Linked DNA regions of Macaca mulatta: all the other regions are linked to region 1. Evidence: chromatin contacts called from public Hi-C data. All regions are on one chromosome and are shown on one strand. The core of a region is the stretch at or near the end of the contact, and the rest is flanking DNA. Distances in the headings are between cores, read along the strand shown. Region 1 holds the start of TMEM108 (transmembrane protein 108). Region 2 overlaps TMEM108 (transmembrane protein 108). Region 3 holds the start of NPHP3 (nephrocystin 3).

The links. Hi-C and Micro-C count contacts between places; a contact is called where the count stands out from the background.
Region 2: a contact with region 1 is called in a Hi-C map of fetal cortex germinal zone, with 5 times the contacts expected there. The contact joins the enhancer-like site here to the promoter of TMEM108 in region 1. A contact is called at or near these places in 4 of 14 Hi-C or Micro-C datasets (cortical neurons, fetal cortex germinal zone, fetal cortical plate and 1 more).
Region 3: a Hi-C map of fetal cortex germinal zone shows a contact between it and region 1, with 11 times the contacts expected there. The contact joins the promoter of NPHP3 here to the promoter of TMEM108 in region 1. A contact is called at or near these places in 2 of 14 Hi-C or Micro-C datasets (fetal cortex germinal zone and fetal cortical plate).

What each region holds. Positions count from the first base shown.
Region 1 is chr2:36,125,266-36,129,848 of T2T-MMU8v2.0, forward strand. TMEM108 (transmembrane protein 108) reads left to right here and starts at 2,812. Exons shown (of 6, transcript NM_001265634.1): 1 at 2,812-2,908.
Region 2 is chr2:36,443,690-36,448,272 of T2T-MMU8v2.0, forward strand. All of the region lies in intron 3 of TMEM108 (transmembrane protein 108), which reads left to right. Among named protein-coding and RNA genes, the nearest start is that of BFSP2, 21 kb to the right of the region's middle. Within about 2 kb of position 2,727, at least 6 of the 40 cell types and tissues checked have an H3K27ac peak or open chromatin away from gene starts, as enhancers often do. A contact at or near this core is called in fetal cortex germinal zone, where this site is marked.
Region 3 is chr2:35,815,060-35,819,642 of T2T-MMU8v2.0, forward strand. NPHP3 (nephrocystin 3) reads right to left here and starts at 2,586. Exons shown (of 28, transcript XM_077991469.1): 1 at 2,168-2,586. The coding sequence starts at 2,560. It overlaps LOC106997117 (a long non-coding RNA gene), which reads left to right and starts at 3,147. Exons shown (of 10, transcript XR_003727106.2): 1 at 3,147-3,553.

The DNA.
Region 1 (4,583 bases), core at 1,562-4,061:
GATGGAGACTAGAACCTTAGGTAATCTATGGGTCTTCATGAATGAAATCAATTAAGTTTAGAGAAGCTATTTATTGTCTGAGAGATAAAAAGGTAATTAGCAATTAGAAAGCAGTCTATGGGGGTTCTGGTTATAATACAGCAATGGGTGGATTTCTGGGACTTGGCAAAATGGTGGATGGCTTATATCTTATCTTTTTCTTTCTTTTCAAATATACCTAAATCTCTTGCTGAGCAATTTCTGGACTAAGGGGTAGGAAACCTGCTTTGAGCTAACTCATATCAGGTTAGTAATATATCCACTTCCTGAGACAGGAAAATTAGGTTATATATATGAGGGAAGTAGACCGAAAAACAGAGAATGAATGACAGCCTGGATTTTTTTTTTTTTCAAATTTATATCAAGCGAGAGTCTTTGTTTCTTGTTGCTTCTTTCTGTAATGATGACAACCACAAAGAGAAAAATAAATGCTTTTTTTCCTACTTAAAAATTTATGTTACTCCTACTAGTTAAGTAGCAGTGAAAACTGTCCTTGTTTTACTCAATAGATAAAGCAAGTTTACAAGGTGAGAAAAATTTCTCCGCCATTTGAATGCTGTGAAATATATTTTTAAAAGTGTCACAGAAGGAGGGAAGCTAGTTTGCAGGCTCACACATTGGGCTTCCATATTTCTGGTGTCACAAATAAAGTCACTTTTGAGTAAGATAGCTGGTGTTGGTAGAATGTTCTGAGGGGTATCACTAATTTAGTTAAAATCTAAGTAGATCATATTCCAGTACATTGAATATCACTCCATAAAAAAGCTCTGTGCAACAGTTTTCCAAGGTGCAGGCACTAATCACTTTTAAAAAGTAATAGAATGTGGTAAAACGCCAGGAAAGAGAATTGGAAATCCTTGGAATATTTGAAATAGACTCACCTAGGTGATGGGTTGCTAGGTGCAGCAAACCACTATGGCACACGTTTACCTTTGTAACAAACCTGCGCATCCTGCACATGTACCCTGGCACTTAAAATAAAAAATAAAAATAAATGCTCAAATGGAAATTGTTTTAGTTAAGAAGGGCATAAAACAAGTAAAGCTATCACCAGAGAGTTTATCAGTTTGGCATGGTTAACAAAAGGCAATACATTCTTTTGGAAATATTTAGTTCATCAATTGAAATTAAACCTAGTTGTGCACCTAACTTTTCATTTTATCCCATTGACTAGTCTTTGGAGTATTTGTTACCTATGAATTATTTTTGGCCTTTAAAAATCAGTTCTCAAAAATTATGTGGAAACTTTCTTCTGTTTAGAGAGTGTGTATGTCATTAGTGATGTGTGTTGCAGAGTTTAGTTTTCCCTGTTAACAAAAGAGTCTATCGATCTAGCAGCTTCTGCAAGTGTTCTCAAGCATGGCTGGACATCAAATTGCCAGTGGAACTTTTTAAACCTATAGCTGTCCAAGCCCCACTTCTCATCCCAATCAGAATCTCCAGGCACAGGGCCCCACAATCTTTTACCGTCTAACCAGGCTCGAGAAGCCAGAGAAGTCCAAGACACACTGACAAAGGTGAAGTTTTCTCTAAGAGATAGTTTGATCACCTTGATAAATAGCGAGAAAGAAAAGCTGAAGCAGGGTTATACCACCTGGTTTGAAGAGATGAGAGATGAAGGTTTTGGAGAGTTCAGCACTTAAGAATCTTGAACCACGGCGGTACACTATTGGGTAATAAGAGCTTGGCTATGCTGAACGACAAAGGTTCTAGCTGACCAGTCCGAAAACACTGAGTCTTTAGGTCAAATTTGAGAGAAGATGACAGAGCCAGTGGGAGTCCTAACTTCTTGACTCTGGAATTACTGACAGAAGAATATTTGGACAGTTTTTAAGATCCCCAAAGCATATTATTTTACAACCTCTTTAGCTTATGCTTGAATTTGTGCTGTGACCGTTAGCTGCCTGGATGTTTACCACACATGCTTCTTTCTGAGCTAGCCTGTGTAGTTCTACAACAGACTGTTACATTTTGAGAAGCAGGGACCACTTATAACACTTCTCTGGCCAAGAGTCTGGCACCGCGCCACTCAGACATACACACCCAACCCTTTAGGATTAACGTAGACACAGTGTTCTCTTCCATGGCCATTCCGTCTCCACTTCCGGCTCCACACTCCAGTCACCAAGTTGGCATGATTGCTGCTCCATAGTCCAAGGGTGGGTTATGGGGGGGGGGGGGGGGATTAAACACACCTTCCGTCAGCTGGTGCCCAAACTGTAAGCATAACCAGGACAACCCAAGTAGCCAGTCACAGGAATGCTTCTCATCAGTGGAAGGACAAGAAAGGTGCAACTTTCAAATTACTTGGAACTGGGGCTACAGCCATTACTTTCGGACAGGTGCAATTCAAAGCGTGATCCTCCGACCAAGAACATCGTCATCGCCACCTAGGAGCTTATTAGAAATGCAGGATCTCAGGTACCCATCCCAGACTTTCTGGATCAAAATCCGCATTTTAACAAGATAGTCAAGTGATTCTTATTTATATTATAATTTGAGAAGTCAATTGATCTGGTAATTGATCAACTGACTGCCACTCAGCCCCCCAAAACAGAGACTCAACCCTTTATGCCGCCTCACACCCGCTCCGCTAGGTAGCAACCGAACCCCCAGGGACATCGGAGCGGGCGCTGCCGAGGGCAATTTGGTGATTGGCTGGTCTCACCACGTGACTGGAGCTGAGCCTTCTGTGCGACCGGATTGGCTGTTGCAGACGCTGACGGACAAGGCCGGGGCGGGCTAGAGCCCAGTCGGAGAGGCGCGCGCGGGGGCCCGAGGGGCTAAGGCGCGAGTGCGCGAGAGCGCGTGCGCGAGTGGTGGGGCTTTCTCCTGAGCCGTCGGAGGGAGCCGGAGCGCTTCTCCCGAGGTAAGCGGCGCTGCGGGCGGCCCCCAGTCCCTCCCATGCTGGGTCCCGGCAAGCGGGTTAGGCAGGGCTGGGCGGGGCGCGGGGAGGTGTGGGGTCAGCTTGCCCCGGGAGCCCAGCTTCGGGGAGGATGCAGTCCCAGTTGCCTTGGTTTCCCTTTTTCTATCCTCTCAGGCACCTTCCCATCCTCCCCACTGCGGTGACGGGTCTGCCCGAGGGTAGTTGCCCACCTGGCAGCCCTGCCTCCGCCTTTGTTTCCCGCCCGGAGGGTTGCTGGCATGAACCCCCTCCCCAGGTGGAGGGTGCGGGTGATGGGGCGCGGGCGTCAGGGGCGCTGGACCTGGATTGGGGCCGAGGAGGAGGCGGCTTTAATGCAGGGGGACTTGTCACATGCGAGAACGAAGAAGAAATGTAGTGTCACTTTGGCCAGCCCGTGGGACTCGAACTAATCCCGCGGCCGCGAGCGAAACCGAATTTCTAGCGCAGCTGTGCGAAGAGCCCTCCTGCCTAGGTGCGGGCGGCCTCGCCGGGAACGGAACCCCTGTGCTGCCCGGGAGGTTGCTCTGCCCGCTGGACCTGGCGGTTTTCACCCCAGAGTTTCAGCGAAATTGAACGCTTTGAGCCTGCTGGAGGAATCCAGAGATTCGTTCAGAGGCTATTTTTTTTCTTTTTTTTTTCTAAGCAGTTGGGCACCGGTGGAGCCGGTCTAAATGAGAGGCTACAAAAAGGAATTTCAGATACAGCGTAACTGATGACTGGTAAATGGTGAGGAGGGAAATGCCTGCAGTGAACTGCAGACCAGACCATCACACTGAGATTCTTCCTTAAGAAGATAAGGTTTTTTTTCAGAGGAAGAGTTGTAGTTTCTGTAAACAGGTTTTCCTGGGGGTGCCCAGGAGGGTAATTACTTATTTTCAGCATGTTACTGGGTTGTGGGGAGAGGGAAGGCAGGGTCTAAACTACACCTACTCAGACCTCCTTAATTCTTTGAAAAGTGTGTGCTTGATGAAGACCATTTGGCTGCCAAAAGAGGTTTGTATGGGAGTCCGGGGGAGATGGATTGTTGCCTTTAAATCATACTTTAAAAAGGGGAAGGTGTGTCCAGGAACTTAAGAGCAGGTTGAGCTGTGCAAGGTATTCCCTGCCTCTCCTCCATTTTCCCAGACAGCTCATAGGCAAACATAAAAAGTCCCTTCAATTTTCCACGGGTTAACTTCTTGATTTGTTGAATACACCTGGTAATCGACTCCGTAAGAAATGGTTCAACTAACTCATTATGAAGATATTACTGTGTTCTGGAGTTTCCATGTAATTCATTCAGATCTCTTTCTGGTATGAGATGGGCAAGGGTCTCACTACCTTGTCCCTTGGGGACATCCTGATACCTTCAAAGCCCTTTATAGCTCTTAACATTTCCTGTACAACATCATGTTTCTTTAGGAAACGACCTGATTTCAAACCTCTAAAACACACCCCATGCCTGTGAAATGTCTACACTTGCTAATAAATCAGTTTACTAGGCAAGATAAATATTTTTTTTAAGAGGAAACACCTAAATTTGTTAAGGGGATCAAATTCAGGTTTATCAGCCACAGCAAATCAACTTTTGTCGGTTTTCTGAGATGAATGAAAGTAAAAGAACAAGTTGTTGCAAAGCTCATTCAGAATATCACAAATG
Region 2 (4,583 bases), core at 1,477-3,976, 320 kb after region 1:
TCTAAGCAGAACTTTCTGTTCTTCAGCCTTGTTATCTGAGGCATGTTCCCAGCAGAATTTTATAGGAGGGAACATTTTAAATGTGGCAACCTATAGTGAGGGAAGCAGAAAAGATTTGCACCCAAAAGTCCTTGGTTTCATAAAGAAGTGAAGTCACAGGCATGGATTACCTCTTAAGATCAGTCACCCAGCTCACCCTGAAATCAGTGATACATATTTATTTTTGGTTAAGGGAAACCATGCTCCAAGGAATTAGAAGTTTATATTTGATCTTTAATAAAAGGAATCATTGGAGTTCAGAGATGGACCATACTAGAACACTGGAACCACAGTGAGTATAAAAAGAACACTGGCCAGGCACAGTGGTTCACGCCTGTAATCCCAAAATTTTGAGAGGCCAAGGCAGGCAGATTGCTTGAGCCCAGGAGTTGGAGACCAGCAACATGGCAAGACCCCATTTCAAAAATTAGCTGGACATAGTGGTGTATGCCTGTAGTCCCAGCTACTCGGGAGGCTGAGGTGGAAGGATCACTTGAGCCCAGGAAGTCAAGGCTGCAGTGAGCTGTGATCACACCACTGCACTCCAGCCTGGGTGACAGAGTGAGACCTTGTCTCAAAAAAAAAAAAAAAAAGGAAAAGAAATGAAGAGAGAAAGAGAGAGAGAGAGAGAGAGAGATAGAAACAGTGTGAGTTTGGCGCATTCATGGGATTGGCAGGCAATGAGTTGACCTGAGTCCCTCCCTGCCCCTCACCCTGTGTGTGGCTGTGTGGCTGTGTGGCCAGGGTAAAGGGTAAATCATTTCACTTTGTTGGTCCTCAGCTTTCTCATCTGTAAAGTGGAGGGGCCGATACCAGAGTCCCAACATCCCTTCCAATTAAAGAACAATAATCTTGAAATTAGAAAAGCCCATTTCCTGGCAAGGTTGTATGCTATTGCTCATGCAGAAAACAAACTCCCTGATGGTCAGACTTGGTGTGCTCAGATGCTCTTTTCTTTTGTTGTTGAAGCATCAATTGCAGAAGCTAAATTGCCAAGTATTCCAGTTTTCTATTGATAATAGAAACCAAAACAGTGGCTTAAAGCAGTAATACAATCATTTATTTTATTCAAAAATCTTAGGGTTGACTGGGCTCAGCTAGGCAGCTCTCATTTGGGATCTCTTGGGTGACTGCAGTCCAGCAGTGGCCAGGGTCATCTTGCAAGCTCTTCACTTTCATGTCCCATGCCTGGCTGGGGCTGGGACAGCTTGGGCTCCTCAGGCATTCCTGTCGCTCTCTGCAAGGTTTCTTTATGTGGCCACCTCCAGGGAGCTGGAGTTCTTACAGTGGGCCAAAGCCCCCAAGAGAAACCTGTAAAAGTTGCATGAGCATTTTGGCTCTGGCCTCAGAAGGGATGTAGGGTGCCACTTCTGCCTCATTATATTCATCAAGGCAGTCACAAAGGCCTACCTAGGTTCAAGGGGAGGGGAAACAGACTCTACCTCTTGGTGGGAAGAATGTCAGAGAACTTGTAGCCACAATTTAAAATCACATCAAGCGTCCAGGATGGTTCAGAAGATTTCTCAGACTGCTGTGATTCTCTGTTAAAAGGGTTTGAAACAGCAGTGCACAAAATATCTTGCAGTAGAAAACCTAGTTTAATGGGGAAGGAAGATCTACTTAGAAACAAGAAACTTAAAATTATGAAAAAAAAGACAAAATTCTATTTTTATGAATTTTCTGTGTAACAAATATGCCTTGTGTGTATATAAGCAATTTTAAGAAAAAATGTGTATGTATATATGTGTGTGTATATATAATTTTTTGTTTTATATATATATATACACACACACACATATATATATAATTTTGTGGGTTTTATATATATAATTTTTATTCCACCAAACGATGGAGTGTATGAGATGTTAGGATTGGGGAAGAGGAGAGAATTAAATCAGGGGCTTCCAGTCCTTTTATTGTACTACAAGCTCCCCCAGTTACTTGCAAAATGAAGTTAATTTACTGGGTTGTTAAAAGAACACCAAATGTGTCATACAGAGCCCTGGAATAGAGATAGGAAAAAAAACAAGACGGAAGAGAAGTCAAGAGACCAACAATAGAAAATCAGTTCTCCAAAGATGTGAATCATTGCCTTTGAATGGCAGAGCACCCTGGGGAGATGGGTAGAGCAGAACAATAAATGAAAGTAGTTAAGAGTGTAGACTCTGCAGCCAAGCTGCCTAGGAACAAATTGCAGCTTGCCATTCCCCAGCTATGGGCAAGTTCCTGTACCTCTCTGTGCTTCTTTTCCTCAGTTGCAACAGGGAGCTAATAATACCTGCTTCATCAGGTTGTGTGAGAACTAAATGTGTCAGTACAGGCTTAGCCCTTTGAGCAGTGTATAGTATATATTAGCCGTTTCTCTTTTCACCAATTCCCTTGTTGCCTTTGCCAGATGCAAATGTCATACCCAATATGGACTGCAGGCAGCCAACCAAATAAACAGAAGGAGGAGGGCCTTTCCTTCCCTTGGGTCCTGAGCTCATGTATGCATTGGAATTTTCAGTAGGAGAAGACCTTCTTGCGATATCTGGACATCCATCAATATGTAGATTCCACCCTGCAACACTTGTCCATATTCGGACACGTTTTAAAAATCGGTTCCACATTTCAAGCATGTCAAGCTAGGTTTTAGCTTTAGTCTCTACTACGTATTTGGAATTAAAGCCTCTAGAGTCCATTATGCAAATCCATGCAAATAATATGCAAAGAGGCAGTAGCCCCAGATTGTGGGGAGGGGGAGTGTGTAGTCCAGCACAAAGGGCCTTGAATGAAAATTTGCATGTGTTAGGGAAGCCCTGGGTTGAAGGCCTTAGATGTTTATTGTGACAGTATGCATAGCATTCAGTTGTTAACCTTTTGTGCCAAAGAAGAGAGGTAAATGCTTATCTGATTTCCATATTGAAGGTGACAGTAGAGGTTGGAGGTGGTGTTTGGCTAGCACAACATTGTAGGTATTTTTATTATACAAATGAAAAGTTACTTTGAAATAATGGTTGTGGTCCAGGCTGTGTCCCCAACCAGCAATGTGTTCTTGGGCAAGTCACTTGCCCACTCTGTGAAATGAGGGGATTGGATTAGATGAAACACCAGATCCCCTCTCACTGTAACATCTAAACATCATCCTCCAGGTAAAAATCCTTTGGCACCTAGGGTGGCAGTATCCATTCATTGTGCCAAGGATGTACTCTAAAGTCCAAAGAAAGGGCTAAGAGGTAACTCTACAGTTCTTCTAGAGAGAGCAACAACTTCAGGGGATGCTGATAGCTGAGTGGGGGAAATAGGCAGCAGCAACAACAAGGACAAACATATTTACTTAGACTGTGTATCTTACAGCACCAAGGATTCCAGTCATAGGCTTCCCAGGTAGGAGGATATAAGTTCTTGGAGTGCCAATAACAGGAAAGTCGGGAATTTTTTCCCCTGAGTATTTTAAAGACCAGTCTGTATTAACCCCTCTCTCTGCCTCTGGAGTGCTGCAAAAGTTCTCCTAGAGGCCATGGTGGCTCCTCTCCCACCTGGCCAGTCCCTGGGGTCGGCCAGTGTTGCTTCCAAAAGACTGCTGTGTCCTTGGTCTCTGGTCTTTTATTGTATCTGACACATCTGGTGCCTGGCCCCAGAGATTCCCCGGGCCCTTAATTTTAACTCCAGCTGTTGCAGCAAACACCAGCTGGGTGCAGGCAGAACCTGAGAGCCCCATGGCCCAGAGTTTCTCTGACCCAGCTAATGGAGACCTGGCATCAGTCAGGAAGTGCAGCGATGAGCACCCCAGGAACAGCCCTTAATCAGTGAATATGGGAGCCTCTGGGTGAGTGTTCTTTTCAGGCAGACAATTTGAGGTGCAGCCTAGTCAGCTCTACCGAAGTCCCCAGTGAGTTTGAGGTGCCCACCTGGACCAGCTCATAACCTGCCCTCAGATTGGTTTTCCCTGTTTCACTCATCTCAGACCCCCACGGCTGACCCCACAGATCATTTTCCAGTATAAACTTCCTGCACAAAAGCCCTGTCTCTGTCTCTCGTTTTTCAGAGGATCTCTAACATAAGGCATGTATATTAGTTTGCTAGGGCTTCCATAACACAGTACCACAGACAGAAATGTATTTCCTCACAGTTGAGGAGGATGGAAGTCCAAGCTCAAGGTGCCAGTAGGGTTGGAGTCCCGGGAGGCCTCTCTCCTTGGCTTGCAGATGGCGCCCTCTAGCTGCCGTGTTCTCACATGGTCATCCCTCTGTGCACACGTGCTCCAGATGTCTGTGTGTCCTAATCTCCTCTTAAGAAGGACACCAGTCAGATCGAATTAGGGCCCACTCTGTTGGCCTCATTTTACTTTAATTACCTCTTTGAAGGCGTCATCTCCAAATATAGTCACATTCCGAGGTACTGGGAGTTAGGGATTCAACATAGGGATTTTGGGGGTGCATAAGTCAGTCCTTAACAACACTTAACCCTTGTGAGCTAAACAGAGGCTTGAAAGGGAATGTCCATCAAAACATGGAGGTCACCACCACTACCCTAGGAATAGATTGTCTCTCTGGTGGTAAGCC
Region 3 (4,583 bases), core at 1,336-3,835, 310 kb before region 1:
ACAATAATTTACCTCGTTATTTCCTAACAAAAATAGTCTTGCTCCCCAATTTTACATTCTTATATATATATATATATGTTACGTATCTTAGAATTTTAAGTCTACTTATTATTTTACCAATTATCAGGAACTTCATGTTGCCATTTTATTCAAAACATAATGGAAAAAAACCGCAAGCATGCTGGAACTACAACAAATAAAGACTTCAACATTAAGCTTTCAATGGACATTAACTTTTTTTGAAACACTGCATCAGTTCTTAAACTTCTTTATGCCTTTTCCATCTTTGTGATAGTAAACATTACATTTTATAAGGCTTAACTTGAAGGATACTTAGTTCTAGGAGACTGTGTGCCCCTTGGCACTATGTCTTATTCATCTCACCATCCCTTGGGCACTTCACAGTGCCTGGTACGCTGCAGGTCTCCAGTAAATGTCTGACTCAATGAATGAAATATAGAAGAGTTTTTTCATGCCTCGATATGTGAGAAAGGAACCAGTATGTTTCACAGGAAATCAGGACTTGTGACAGGAGTGACTGTGACACTTGCCAACCCTTATTGCACCCCGCCCTGTTTGGTCTGGCCTTTTCTACCCCCACCGTGCAGTTGTTTCCAACGTACAATGTCTGTTGGGCAGTGGCTTGGACACATTAAATCAGATACTTGAAATGCGCGAGTCCATTTTATACATGCAAGTGCATTAAGGCTGCCCAGTAGGAAAACTGATAAGACAACAGATAAACTGCTATACGGACTTCTTCCCAGACAACCACATTAATTACACAACCGCTAATGAGGGAGTTTAAAAATAAAAACAACAACAACGAAACCTGACTAGAAGAACGTCTAGTCTTGAAGACAGGAGGCTTTTTCTCTTTTAGAAAAATCAGTCTGAGGTATTTATTTCACCCCTACTGTAACGACTCCAGGAACTCTTAGGCTGCCTAGAAGTCTCTCCCACAGTGAAGAATAAACAAACGACACAACAACGATCAGAGGGGCCCCAAACTGATGGCAAAAAGTCTTAGAGATTTGCTCACAGAAAAGCAACCTCTTGCTTTATATGCTTTTTTTTTTTTTTTTTTTTTTTTTTTTGGAGACGGAGTCTCGCTCTGTTGCCCAGGTTGGAATGCAATGGTGCAATCTCGGCTCGGTGCAATCTCAGCTCACTGCAACCTCCGCCTCCTGAGTTCACGCCATTCTCCTGCCTCAGCCTCCCGAGTAGCTGGGATTACAGGCGCCTGCCACCATGCGCAGCTAATTTTTGTATTTTTAGTAGAGACGGAGTTTCATCATGTTGGCCAGGCTGATCTCGAACTCCTGACCTCAGGTCATCCGCCCGCCTAGGCCTCGCAAACTGTTGGGATTACAGGTGTGAGCCACCACGCCCGGCTGCTTTATATACTATTTTAGTGAATTATAATGGACCTGCTACATGGAGGGCATGCAATAATTAATTTTAGAGTAAATTAATCAAATGGACTAAGGAAATTTGACTACATCTAGAAAAGGTTTTCAATCATAGCAGTTAAGATGGTGAGAATCAGGAGGCTTCCAGAAAATTTCATGTCAAGACCATTACAATGCAAGAGCCATGAAACTTCACAAAGAAACCGACACATGAGCCCCACTTTGGAGCCCCAGGCAAAATTTTTATAGGGAGGGGGAGGATAAAACTCCTAGGAAGAGTTTGTTGAGTTGCTTCAACAGATGTCACCAGCCTTCTGAGGGGGTGGGCGCGGGGGCCGGAGTGGAGCTGGAGATTGGCATTTGCCTCCTCAGGACACTTTATGGCTAATTTCTTCTAGGTGTCTGAATAAATAAACCAGAAATAGAAAAGCGGGGGCCAGGCGCGGTGGCTCACTCCTGTGATCCCAGAACTTTAGGAGGCCAAGGCGTGAGGATCGTTGAGCCAGGAGTTCCAGGCTGCAGTGAGCCGCGATCGTGCCACCGCAGCGAGACCCTGTCTCCAAAAAAAGAGACAGATAAAGGGGAGGGAATTAAGGAATCATTTCAGACTCGAAGAGAATATGGCCTCTCAAATTAAAATACGCAGTTTCCGCCGAACTTTCAAAGCCGCTTGGTTTGGAGAAGGAGGACGGTCGTGCTTCCCAGGGGTCTCCCGGCGTCGCGGCGCGGCGCGGCGCGGCCCGGCCCGGCGTTACCTGCAGTTCGGCCCGCAGCCGCTTGTTCTCTGTGTCCAGCTTGGCCTCGCGGCGGCCCATGGACAACAACTCCTGGTTCTTGCTGACGCGGAAGATCTCGTACTCCTTCTTGAGCCGCTCGTACTCGGCCGCCGCGTACTCCAGCTCGGGCACCGACGAGCCGGTGGACTTGAAGCTGGCCCCCAGCAGCCCGCCCGCACCTGCCCCGCGGGGAAGCGACCCCGGCCCGGACCCCGCCGCCGCCCCCGCGCCTCGGCGGAACGAGTTGCGTAGCAGGCGGGCCTTGGGCTTCACCTCCACCGGGATCTCGCAAGCCTCGCCGCCGCCCGCCCCGTACGTGTCCTCGATCACCTCCCCGCCCGCGGGGCTCACGAGCGACGAGGCGGTCCCCATGGTGTCCGCGGCGGCCACTAGCTAGTGGGTACCGGCGGGGCTGAGCAGCTGAACGGAGCGGGACGGGGCGGGGCGGCGGGATGGAGCGAGGCTGGAGAGCAGGACCGGGCTGAAGAGCGGGACCGGGCTGGAAAGCAGGACGGGGCTGGGCAGCGGAACGGGGCGGGGCCCGAGAGCAGGACTGGGCGAGGCAGCGGAACGGGGCTAGGCGGGAGAACAGGATGGGGCGGGGCAACTAGAGGGGCGGGGCAGCAGGACGCGGCGGGGCAGCAGAACGGGACGGGGCGGGGGAGCAGGACGGGGCGGGGCAGAGGAACGGGGCGGTGTGGGAGTGCTGGATGGGGCGGGGCAACCGGAGGGGCGGGGCAGCGGGACGGGGCGGGGCAGCGGGACGGGGCGGGGCGGCGGGACGGGGCGGGGCGGCGGGACGGGGCGGGGCGGCAGGACGGGGCGGGGCGGCAGGACGGGGCGGGGCGGCAGGACGGGGCGGGACAACAAGAGGGGCCGGGCAAGTGGGGCGGGGTATATGGGCGGGGCAGGGCAAACGGGGTGGGTCAAGAAAGCAAAAAGGGCGAGGCGGGCTAGCAAGAAGGGCGGGGCTCGCAGGAAGGACGGGGCGAGTGGCGACTGTGCAGGACCAGCATCGGACTGGATGTTGTTGGAGTGGTGCTCCGACGCGGGGCTTCTCTCCGTTGTCTCCGCCCCGCTCGAGGCTCCCTGGCGGGCGTGCCTTACAGGGAGCACAGGCCTGGGTCCCAGCTGCTCCACCAATGCTGCAGCTATTTCTTTCGCTGCCGCCGTGCCTTACCGGAAACTCCTTTCTGGAAGCAGTTGGGAAATCTGAAAAATTTATGGAGTGCCTGCTATGTGCTTCCCGCGATGTCTCTCTCTTAGTTTGCATGTAGATAGAATGACCAGCAAGGAATAATGCCAGCCAAGAAAGAGCTTTTAGATTTTACGGTCTGAAACCACCAGGGACAATCCTTAGACAAGGTAAGTTTTTTAACTCATTGCAACATGAGACATTGGAGACCGCCCACCAATCTCTTCTTCATTCCCTCCATCAAAGTGGCTAGTCATCTTTTCTCTTACCCTTTAGATTTTCTTCAGGAAGAAGTCATACGCCAGACCTTTGCATTCTTCAAAATCCAGAGTATACATACTAATTTCTTCAGGTGGTCTCCTGAGATAAAGGGAAACATTTCCACCATCACAGTACCTTAAGAACTTTCCACCTTTTCACATCCGTTATGATCTCTAACTCCTAATTTTTGAATTCTCCTTGTGGATCAGGGGTTTAAGGATCATCCACTAGGTTTCTGACTAAACACTTTGAACATTTTTGCATCTTAGTACCTCCTTTGGAATGGGCCTCGGCTGAACACTTCTATAACTATGCTTGAGTAATAAGATAAAACAGCCAGCTATCACCCATTCTCTCCAACAAATAACCAAACTCACTATGCGAACTTCCTACAGCTTGGAGAGTACATTCAGATTCTAGTCTGGAACTGAGTGCTCTGAAACAATGCATCTCTCCTTTCCCCCACGTCATTTCTGTCCACTGACATGCCTCTAATCCACATTTCTCCACCCTACTTGCGTACTGATCTTGGATTACTATTGGTCAATGCCAAAGTGACCAAATTTCTTATTCCTCAAAAAATGACATTATTTCTTCCTGGCTAACACGGTGAAATCCGTCTCTACTAAAAATACAAAAAATTAGCCAGGCGTGGTGGCAGGCGCCTGTAGTCCCAGCTACTCGGGAGGCTGAGGCGGCAGAATGGCCTGAGCCTGAAAGGCGGAGCTTGCAGTGAGCGGAGATTGCGCCACTGCACTCCAGCCTGGGCGACAGAGCGAGACTCGGTCTTAAAAAAAAAAAAAAAAAAAAGACATTATTTCTAACCTCATAATCTGTTTTTCTTCTTCATGCTGAATTTAACCCACATACTTCAGTCTGCATTTTGGAAGAATAACTTTTTTTTTTTTTTTTTTTTTTTTTTGAGACGGAGTCTCACTC